2 separate regions of the Canis lupus genome follow, and region 1 is linked to region 2. Evidence: chromatin contacts called from public Hi-C data. All regions are on one chromosome and are shown on one strand. Each heading gives the region's core, a stretch centred on a gene start, on an enhancer-like site or on the middle of the called end of the contact. The rest is flanking DNA. Distances are from core to core; before and after follow the strand shown.

The links. A called contact is a pair of places that touch in the nucleus more often than the background predicts.
Region 1: a contact with region 2 is called in a Hi-C map of blood, with 4 times the contacts expected there. The contact joins the promoter of MIOS here to the promoter of C1GALT1 in region 2. A contact is called at or near these places in 3 of 9 Hi-C or Micro-C datasets (amygdala and blood).

Annotation. Positions count from the first base shown.
Region 1 is chr14:23,126,273-23,130,885 of UU_Cfam_GSD_1.0, forward strand. MIOS (GATOR complex protein MIOS) reads left to right here and starts at 2,019. Exons shown (of 12, transcript XM_038556898.1): 1 at 2,019-2,158; 2 at 3,173-3,317.
Region 2 is chr14:22,823,188-22,827,890 of UU_Cfam_GSD_1.0, forward strand. It overlaps C1GALT1 (glycoprotein-N-acetylgalactosamine 3-beta-galactosyltransferase 1), which reads left to right and starts at 2,377. Exons shown (of 4, transcript XM_038556893.1): 1 at 2,377-2,555. It overlaps LOC102154669 (a long non-coding RNA gene), which reads right to left and starts at 2,077. Exons shown (of 4, transcript XR_005369417.1): 1 at 1,834-2,077; 2 at 726-767.

The DNA of each region.
Region 1 (4,613 bases), core at 769-3,268, 300 kb after region 2:
ATAGGCCAAAGTGCCCTAACAAGTCCAAACAAACAGTAATTTTTAAAAGAACACAGTTTGTTTTCTCTTGTGTAATGGTGCAGAAGTCTATGGTTGATCCAAGGGAGGAGGTAGCTCAGCTTTCTGAATTAGACTGGGATTTAGACTAGTGGGGCAGTTTTGTTTCCCATAATACATGGTCTCCATTTCTATACCATGTTTCTTTTTGCCATATCCCAGACAGCTGGAAGGGGAAAGAGGAAGTAGACATCAAGCAGCTTCTCTTTTAAGATGAGAAGTTAGTCACTCCTAGCTGAAACGGAGGCCTTTCAAGGAACTGTCCTCTCTAATTGGCTCACCAAGCGCCTTGCTGACATCTGGGGGTGGAGGTGCAATGGAATGAATCCTGGGGTGTGGAGCATGTATTCTAGCAGGGGAAGACAACTATAGGCAAGTAAAGGGCAGTTTTGGGGGTGGCATGAAGGCCCAAGAAGAATAAATTCAAGGGAAAACACAAGGATGTAGGATTGGAGAGAGCCAATATGGCCTTCTCCTGTGAGGACAAAAATGAGTCTGATTTGAACATATGCTGAAGGCAAAGAAGCAGTAGAAATGGAGAGGCTTAAGACACATAGAAAAGGAGAAAACTGATGGTGCAAGGTCCCGGAAGAGGAGAAACCTATGCAGTCTCTCCTCTTACTTTGTGTCAAGTAGAAGAAGGTAAGAATGGGAGTGAATGATGATGTTGGGGACGGGAAAGAGAAGTAATAGGAGGCTGTGGGGAATGAATTCCTACCTAATAGCTTTAATTTTTTTTGAAGTAGGAAGCAATGTCATCTCCTGAGGGTAGACTAGGTCTGTGGTAGGAGCGGATAAGGAAGAGACTTTTATTGATCTGGAAATTTGGGACCAGGGCCTGAACCATTGAGAAGATGGGCAAGAGAGTGCTTGAAGTGATGCATCCTATGGTATCTCCCTGCAGCTGTACAGCCCTTTCTTCAGCCTCCACTTCTCCAAAGGCAGGAATGGGAACCAAAACCCTAGAATCCTTTTTCTCCTTCACTGTCTTAAGCCAATCATTAAGCTCTGTTCATTCCATCTTCTAAATATTCCCTACACACTTCTCTCCATCCCTACTCTCCATCCCACAGGTAGTTTGGATTACCATTATCTCTCACTGGGATACAGACCCCGTCCTTCCCTTTTCTCCCTGAAAAACTGATCACACCACTTGCCTAGTTTAAAACCTTCAATGACTGCACCATGGCCTTTAGGAAAAAGTCCACCCAAACGTACTAACTTCGTTTCCAAATGCCTTTCTGGTACAGCTTCTTGATCTCCTCCCTCTTCCTCTGCTCATCCACCCATACTTCACTGTTTTCCCCATTGAGATGCCGTCCCTTCTCAGCCTGCACTTGCTCTTCCTCTGCTCTAGAAGGCTCTTCTCTTCCAGCCTCCTCCACGGTTCCCTTTCCCAGTGAATCCCACATTCATCCTTCCTGGGTGGCCTAGGGGTCCACAAGGTAGCGTTCCTGACACCCCGACACTAGGGGGGCGGCCCCTCCCACGGAGCACCGTGTCAGCCCCTAATACGGCATCACTGTTTTCTGCCGGGACCGCAGTCATTTTTAGTTCAATCTAGCGTCCCCAACACTCCAGCAATGTGCTGGGTACTCAAGACGTGTTTGTAGAATGAGTAAATGCAAGAATAAATGGCGAACCACACATTCCCTGGATTTTCTTTCTCCGTCGACGGCCTGCAATAAATTGTCAACGGAAATTGGAAGTGATCAAACGAGCTGAAGTGTCTGGAGGACTTGAGATAACGCGTCTCCGAGAGGCCGTGCCCTGGGGACCGTCCCGCAGGCTGCAGGGGCGCGGGCGCTGGGGCGGAGGGCGGGGCCTCCTGAGCAGTGGCCCCGCCCCCGGGGCGTGGCTACTCCCGGGCGGCCGAGGGGCGGGGCTCACGAGCGGGGGGACTCCCCTTCCAAGGCCGAGGCGCGCCGCGGTGGGGTCGCGGGTCCCGGCCGGGGGGCCCAGGTCGCCCAGGTCGCCCAGGTCGCCCGGGTCGCCGGTCGCGCCGCCGCGGCCGCCATCTTGCCCGCGTGCGGACTCCCACGGCGGGAGGGGCGGCGACCAGGCCGGAAGTGGCCGTGCGGCGGCCGCGCTGCCTCCTCAGGTCTGTGCGTTGCGGCTCTCGGGTGGCGTCTCGGCGCTCCTGAGGCGGAGGCCCCGGGCGTGGGTCGGCGAGCGCTGCGGCCGCCGCGAGGGGCCCGGGCAAGCCCAGTCGGAAGGCCCGGGCGGGGACGGCCCCCGAGGGCCTCCTGGAAGCCGGGGCGCGGGGCGTCGCGTTCCGCGCTGAGGGCTGACGGCGGCGGGCGGCGGGCGGCGGGCGGCGGGCGGCGGGCGGCGGGCGGCGGGCGGCGGGCGGCGGGCGGCGGGCTGGGCCTAGTAGGGAGCCGCGGAGCTGCGGGCGGACCTCGGCGGGGGCGCGGGGTGCGCGGCGCAGCCGCTCGGGCGGCGAGTTGGTGCGGAGCCGCGTCAGGCGTGGGACGGGAGCTCGGCCGGGTGTGTGGAGCGCGGGCGGGGCCTCAGGTCCTGAGGCGGCGGGGGTAGCAGGGAGCCGTGCTCTCCCCGCGCTCGGTCGGATCCTTCCTAAAGGGCCTGTCACGCGGTTAACTCGCTGTCTTTTCTGCCTGTACGGGTAAAGGAAAATTCCATGAGAGAATGAATAAAGTCTTTGACGAGTGAGTGCCGTGAGCATTGCTAAGTTGCTTAGCAAATGACTGCGTTTTACAGATTTTGAAGTTTTTACAAATTTCAACAAATTCCGAAGGGAAATTTATGCAGTGCATCGCCCTAAGATCGAGAGGCTGAAAATGTCTTTGAGCTGCTTGCTAACTTTCGTTAGTGTCATGGTAAGAAAGGTAGAAGACAACGACAGAAGGATGTGAAGGGGTAGTCGGACACCTTGCACACTTAGTATTCTGGATCTTCGCTGCCCAGTAGAGACGCGGGGTTGAGCCCTACTGTAAGTGCAAAATGCACATTGAACCTACCAGACTTGGCACCAAAGGAAAAAAAATTCTCAATGACTTTTTTTATATTGGCTATATGTGGAAAAGGGGTATTTTTTTTTTTTTATATGTTGAGTTGAATGAAATATATTGTTTAATTTTCATCTCTTTTTCAGTGTGGCTGCTAGAAACTTAAATCATGGCTAACACTGTATTTCTGTCAGACAGTGCTGTTATATTCTGGTGAAGAATACAGAGTCAGCACGGCTTTCCTTTGCTCAGAAACCATTGATGGGAAGTGAACACTTGTTAAACTCGAAGGTGAGGATGTAAATTATGCTGTAATTATTGCAGATTTCACCCCCTCGCCTTCCACGGTTCAACATTTCCACCATTTGAAAACATTAACTTCCAGGGCTGCTAGTGATACAGCTGTGTGATGGGAAGAGCTCAGTTTGTCACGACTTTGTGAGATGGCAATAGGGTGGGTTCTATGTCTTCATAGTCTTGGTGTATCCACGGACTTGTTAGAGTCTAGCCGGTGAGTGGTTGGAAGTCTTCCCTCCCCAGGTTCAGTTTTCTTTGCTCTTCACCATATTCCATATTCATCTGTGTTCAGGAGCCAAGATCCATCTATACTGTGTGTTGGATTGTAAAGAAACACATTTCTTAAAAGGGCGTTTAGGGACATACTTCTCTATTCAGGGCCAGCTTTGGGTTGTACAGCCCATGCAGTCACATAAGGCCCATCATTTAAAAGGGCTTGGCACAGTTTATTGCTGTGTCGTCACCACTTTGAAATTCTTAATAATTTTTTAATAAGGGGGCTCTGTATTTTCATTTTGCAGTGCATCTTGCAAGTGATGTAGTTGGTTTTTTCTTTTGCTGTAATTTAGGATGGGAGTTGGGAGATATTGGACAAGAAGAACTAAGACATCTGGTCTTCACTGTACTCCTATGTGAATTGAGAGGTTTTACCAATCTCCCTCCAGTTTTGTGATTCTGTATGAATTACTATAATCAGATTTTGTGGCTGGTAATATAGACATTGTACATGCATAATTACATCAGAAGAAATGCTTATAGTCCTCCATTGAGAGTCATGCAAATCAAAGACTTTTTAAACTATAATAACACTTTATTTTTTTAAAGTGGATTTTTACATGTGCCACCAAGTTTTCTTATAGATTATCCATGTAAAGAATATAAATTATGAGAGGGAGGCTTCTATTGAAAGTGTGATTATTTCAGCATTTATCTTTTGATAAGATAGGCCAGATCTCTAGATACTTCCATTTAAGAGGTTTCCTCTGTTGTCTGTGAAGACGTGTGTGAACCCTTACTTGTCAGTATCTGTTCCTTCTTTTTGTTGTTTTAGCTACTATTGCATGAAGTGCCTCTTCCTTCTTATTCCTAAATTTTTAAATTCTTTTTAAGATTGGACATAACTTCAGCATTGGAATGCAGGCTTTATTAGACCAGTTTATTACTCTTCTTGGGCTGCCATAATAAAAGACCGTAGAGTAGGTGGCTTAAACAACAGAAATTTATTTTTTTCACAGTTCTCACAGGTTGGAAGTCCAAAATCAGCGTGCCAATGTGGTCTGGTGGTGGTGA
Region 2 (4,703 bases), core at 1,127-3,626:
GTTGTTTATTATATTGAAATTTGGGGGAAAAAAACAAATAGCAATAGAATACTGGTTATATAAATGATAGTACATCCATGTATCTTTAAAAAAGTGATATTAATTATGATATACTGTTCAGTGAGAAACGAAATATATACATACTAAAATCCACTTTATGAAATATTGTATTTACATGTCTTTATGTGTTATTTTTTATATCTGAAAGAATGCAACATACACTCTTATAAATCGTTATCTGTGGATTATGGGATTTGGATAATTTTTTTTTTTGCATTTGTTTGAATAACTATATATTCTTTTCATGAAAAAAAACAGCTATTTTCAAATACCCAAAGGGTGGGAGGGGCTTACTTGATCTGGTTTTGTTCGTATCAATATTGTTTCCTGCCAGTAATTTTCTGAGTCATGCTGTCTCAGCTTCTCTTTGGAAGGGTTTCTTATCTTTGCTCAATGGAAAAAGCAAAGTTGTTCCTTACTCATTAAAAATTTCCGTAAGATTAAAATGAGGTAAAGAATCTTGAGTTTATATTTGTTTTGCTTTCTATTTGGAACATTGTGATCTCTGGCGGGGTCTCCTTTCCCTGTTTTACAGTGGGTTGTGGAAGAGAAGGGGATGAGGCTGGGCAATTCACTATACACAAGTTGGAAGAAAGGGAAGAGGATACAGTTAAAGGATACAAGGAGAAAAGTCTAGAGGCATGCGCCAGGAAAAGAGCACTAACCTGAAGCCTATGAGTTTATCTTTCTGACCTCAGTTTCCTCATCTGAAAAATAAAAGGTTTATAAAAAAAAATTTTTTTTAAGACTTTTATTTATTTCCTTGAGAGACAGAGAAAGCACGAGTGGGGGGAGGCCCGGAAAGAGAAGCAGCGCCCCCCCCACCCCCCGCCCCAGCATGGAGCTCCATGATCCCCAGGACCCCGGGATCAGGACCTGAGCCAAGGCAGATGCTAAATCAACTGAACCCACCCAGGATAAAAGGTTTAAGGATCACTAGATGCACTTAAATTCTTTTGGTAGATTCTCTTGGATCTGTTAGTGGCATATCATGGCAAACTACACTAGAGCTGAATCTAAACAAATTAAGGGAAAAAGAACAACAATAACTTATATTCATTGTTCATTATCTCTCCGAGGTGTGTTAAGTAACTTGCCAACGTTGCACAGCAAATAGGTGGAGGGACCGAGATTCCAGCCCAGAGCCCAAGCTCCTAAAGGTTATGCTGAAAGGCATTAAAAAAACAAACTAACTAACTAACAAAACGGACTAAGAAGGGCTTTTAAAAGAAGCAGGATGAGGGATCTCTGGGTGGCTTGGCGGTTAAGCTCCTGCCTTCAGCCCAGGGCATGGTTCTGGAGTCCTGGGATCAAGTCCCACATCGGGCTCCCTGCATGGAGCCTGCTTCTCCCTCTGCCATGTGTCTCTCATGAATAAATAAGATCTTTTAAAAATAAATAAAAATAAAAGCAGCATCCTCAAGCTAAGGCCTTTCTCATCCTCAAGCTAAGGCCTTGTCGATGATGGTGAAAGCCAAGACCTTACTCCCACTTCCTGACTGTTGTGCGGTTGCCTCAATGGCTCACGGGCTCCTTTCTAGAATCCAAAAACCACTTTCTGATTCAAAGTCCTTTCGCCAGATAAAAGGAAGACGAGTTTTAGAAAGCCCCCGGCCGCTCTAGACTTGCCTGACGGCACCGCAGCGAAGGAATGAGAGAACCCAAGCACGTGCACACAGGCCACCCCTTTCCGGTTCAGGCATCTGGTCACCCAGCTCCCGCTTGCGCACCTCACCTTCCTGTATTCCCTTTCAGTAAGGCCAGAGAGAGTACCTGGGGGGTGGGGAGTGGGGGACAGGAGAAAACGGAGTAGGCGGGCCAGGGTGAGAGCCTGTTCCTCACCCAGAGGCCCCTCAGGAACCTCCAGCCTCAGTCACTGCAGTTTCACTGCTTCACAGTCTCTCGGGGTCCGGAAGCCAGCGCGAAAGCCCCACCGCCAGAGCAGGAAGCAAGAGGCCGGCAGCGCAGAGCCGCAAGCGGGCTGCGACTACCGCTCGAGGAAGACCCGGCTTCCCAGACCCCCTCGCAGAAGGGCGGGGCGTGAGCTCGGCGGCCAATCCCCGCGCCCGCACGTCGCCACGGCCCCGCCCCCGCCCGCCTCCCCTCGCCCCGCCCTTCCCCGGGGCTGGTGCGGCGGCGGAGACGTCAGCTCTAGGAGACCCCGGGGTGGCGGCTGCGCCGTCGGCGGGCCTCGGCCTGGACGCGCTGCGGGGAGGGGCGGAGCGAGCGGGCGGGACGGAGGGCGAGCTGGGCCCGCCTCGGCCGCCGCCGCCGCCGCCGCCGCCGCCGCCGCCGCCGCCGCCGCCGCCGCCGCCGCCGCCGCCGCCGCCGCCGCCGCCGCCGCCGCCAGGGAATAATCTGGGCGGCAGCGGGCGGCCCCCGCTAGCGGCCACGAGCCACTTCTGCGGGTGCCGGGAGGAGCTGCGGCTGCCGGTCTCGAGTCGTCCCCCTCTCCGCCCCCCAGGAGGGGCGTGAGGAGCCGCGGCTGCTGTCAGGTACGGCCGGCGGAGGCGCCCTCCGCTGCGGGTCCAAGGTCTCGGCTCCCCCTCGCGCTCCCGGCCCGGAGCGTGCGCTGGGGGCGCGCAGCGGGGGGAAGCAGACCCGGGCGCCGCCAAACAGGTGTCTCGGGGGGTCGCCGCCGGGGCTGGGGACTCGTGGGCTCCCGAGGGAGGCGTGGGGTACTTCCTGCTCCCGGCGCCTCTGCGAACCGCCTGGGGGCCGCCCGCCCACCGGGCCGCTATTTTGTGGACGAGGAGCCTCGTCTTCGCGGTGGCTTCTTCCTTTCCGCCGGCTGGCGCCCCTCACCTCCTCTTCGCGCGCTGCCTGCCGTCGGGCGGCAGCACTGAGGCGCCAGGCTGCGCCCGGGTGGCGGCCGGACCGCTCCCGGCTCCTGCCCGCGGGGCCCCCCTCCCCGCTCCCCTCCCCGCTCCCCTCCCCGCCCCCCTCTGGCCCGTGCGTCGGGCGAGACCCGGGGCTCCGGTCCGCCCCAGCGCTCAGGTGTGGGCACCTGGGGCTGCGGGGCAGCCCGAGTGCCGGAAGAGCGGGCGTCTTCCACGAGTGCCGGGGGACTTCCTCGGGGCTTTCTTGGGTCATCAGGTTTGTCCGTGGCTGACTTATTTATTTTTTTATTTTTTTTTTAATTTCTCTGCCTCTGGCCGAACGAGCAAAGCCAGGTGCGTTGGACTCACTTGCTGCACTGGAGAAGGAGGAAGAGTTTTCTCTCCCCCCACCCCCCGCTCCGCGCTAGTGTGACCGGAGTAGTAGGTGCTGACAGGCTGGCCGCACAGTTTTGAATTTGGAGAAATTGTACGCTCTTAAAAGAGGAACGTAATTTGGGAACGGGGATTGATTCTTCCCTAGCTCTTACTCTCTTGTTTTTTAAGATTAAAAAAAAATAATAATAAGAAAGCACCACGTGCTTTGGAAGAGTTGATTGGATTTATAATCTAGTTCTCTAAATTCGTGATGTAGGTCTAGTAAATAGATCTTTTTAGCGCTTTTCAGATTGGAAAACTCTTAGGCTAACCGTGAATTGACTTCGCTATGAATTAAAGAGTTATAAAGGTAGAACTTTTAACGCATTAAGGTGAATGATTAGGCCAATGTAATTGGGACAGAAATATGTTCATTTACTAGAAGTTAGGCACAGAATGTAGACAGCTCGGCCTGGATGCCAGGAAAAAGTTGTGCAGATTTCGATTTGTTTCATTCTGGTGTTGATTTAGGTATTGGGGACCAGACTTTTTGAGAGAGATTTAGACAGCTTTCCATACCCTTAGCAGATAAATGTCAAGTGAACCTTTATACACATGATGTTCTGTGTTATAAGTATTGTGTACAGTAAACTCTACTTATTTTTCACTAGCCTTAGTATGTTTTGATGTGCACTTTTAAGTGAATATAAAGTTTCAAACTACCGAACAGTTAACTTTTCACCATATGTTAAGTAAAACAGTGATTTAGTAAGGAAAGTATGACTCATTTAAAATTCTTCATAAGAAGCATGGTTTTTCAGTACTAGTGGAGAACTATTAAGTATCTCTCTTAAATTTGCCTGTGATTTGTGTTTTTCTGTATCTTTTGATTTAGGCTTCAGCATTTTAAAACTACTTTGTGCTTAATACCCATTTAAGAATAGATATGCTTTTTTTGGCTTAGGTTATACTAGTCTATATTTCTGAATAAATTTAATATCCAGAAATTCTTCGAATTTTGCCACATTCTTATTTAGTAGTACATACAATGGATTAATTTTCACTCAGTCATAGAAATACAAAACTGTGTCATTTAGGCGTATGCTATTTACTGTTTGTATATAGATTTGTGCTAAGAAAAAAATTGCATTTTATAGCTTATAAACGTTGTAAGTCATGGTAATTTAAAATAGAGTCTATGTGATGAAATTATTGATCAGAATTCTTGTGACATTGCAGCTGTAAAAATTAAATGGAAAACGGACAACTTGATGAAATTAATTTCAGATACATTTAAAATTTTAAGCTTCACAATACCACCATGTTACTTTTAGGAGATTTGTTGAGATTTGAACAAAACTATAATGAGATGGAAAGAAAAGTTTGACAAAATTTTTTTTCACCCAAAATTCATTAGAAATAAGGTCATTCTTTTACAAGAAGGAAGAA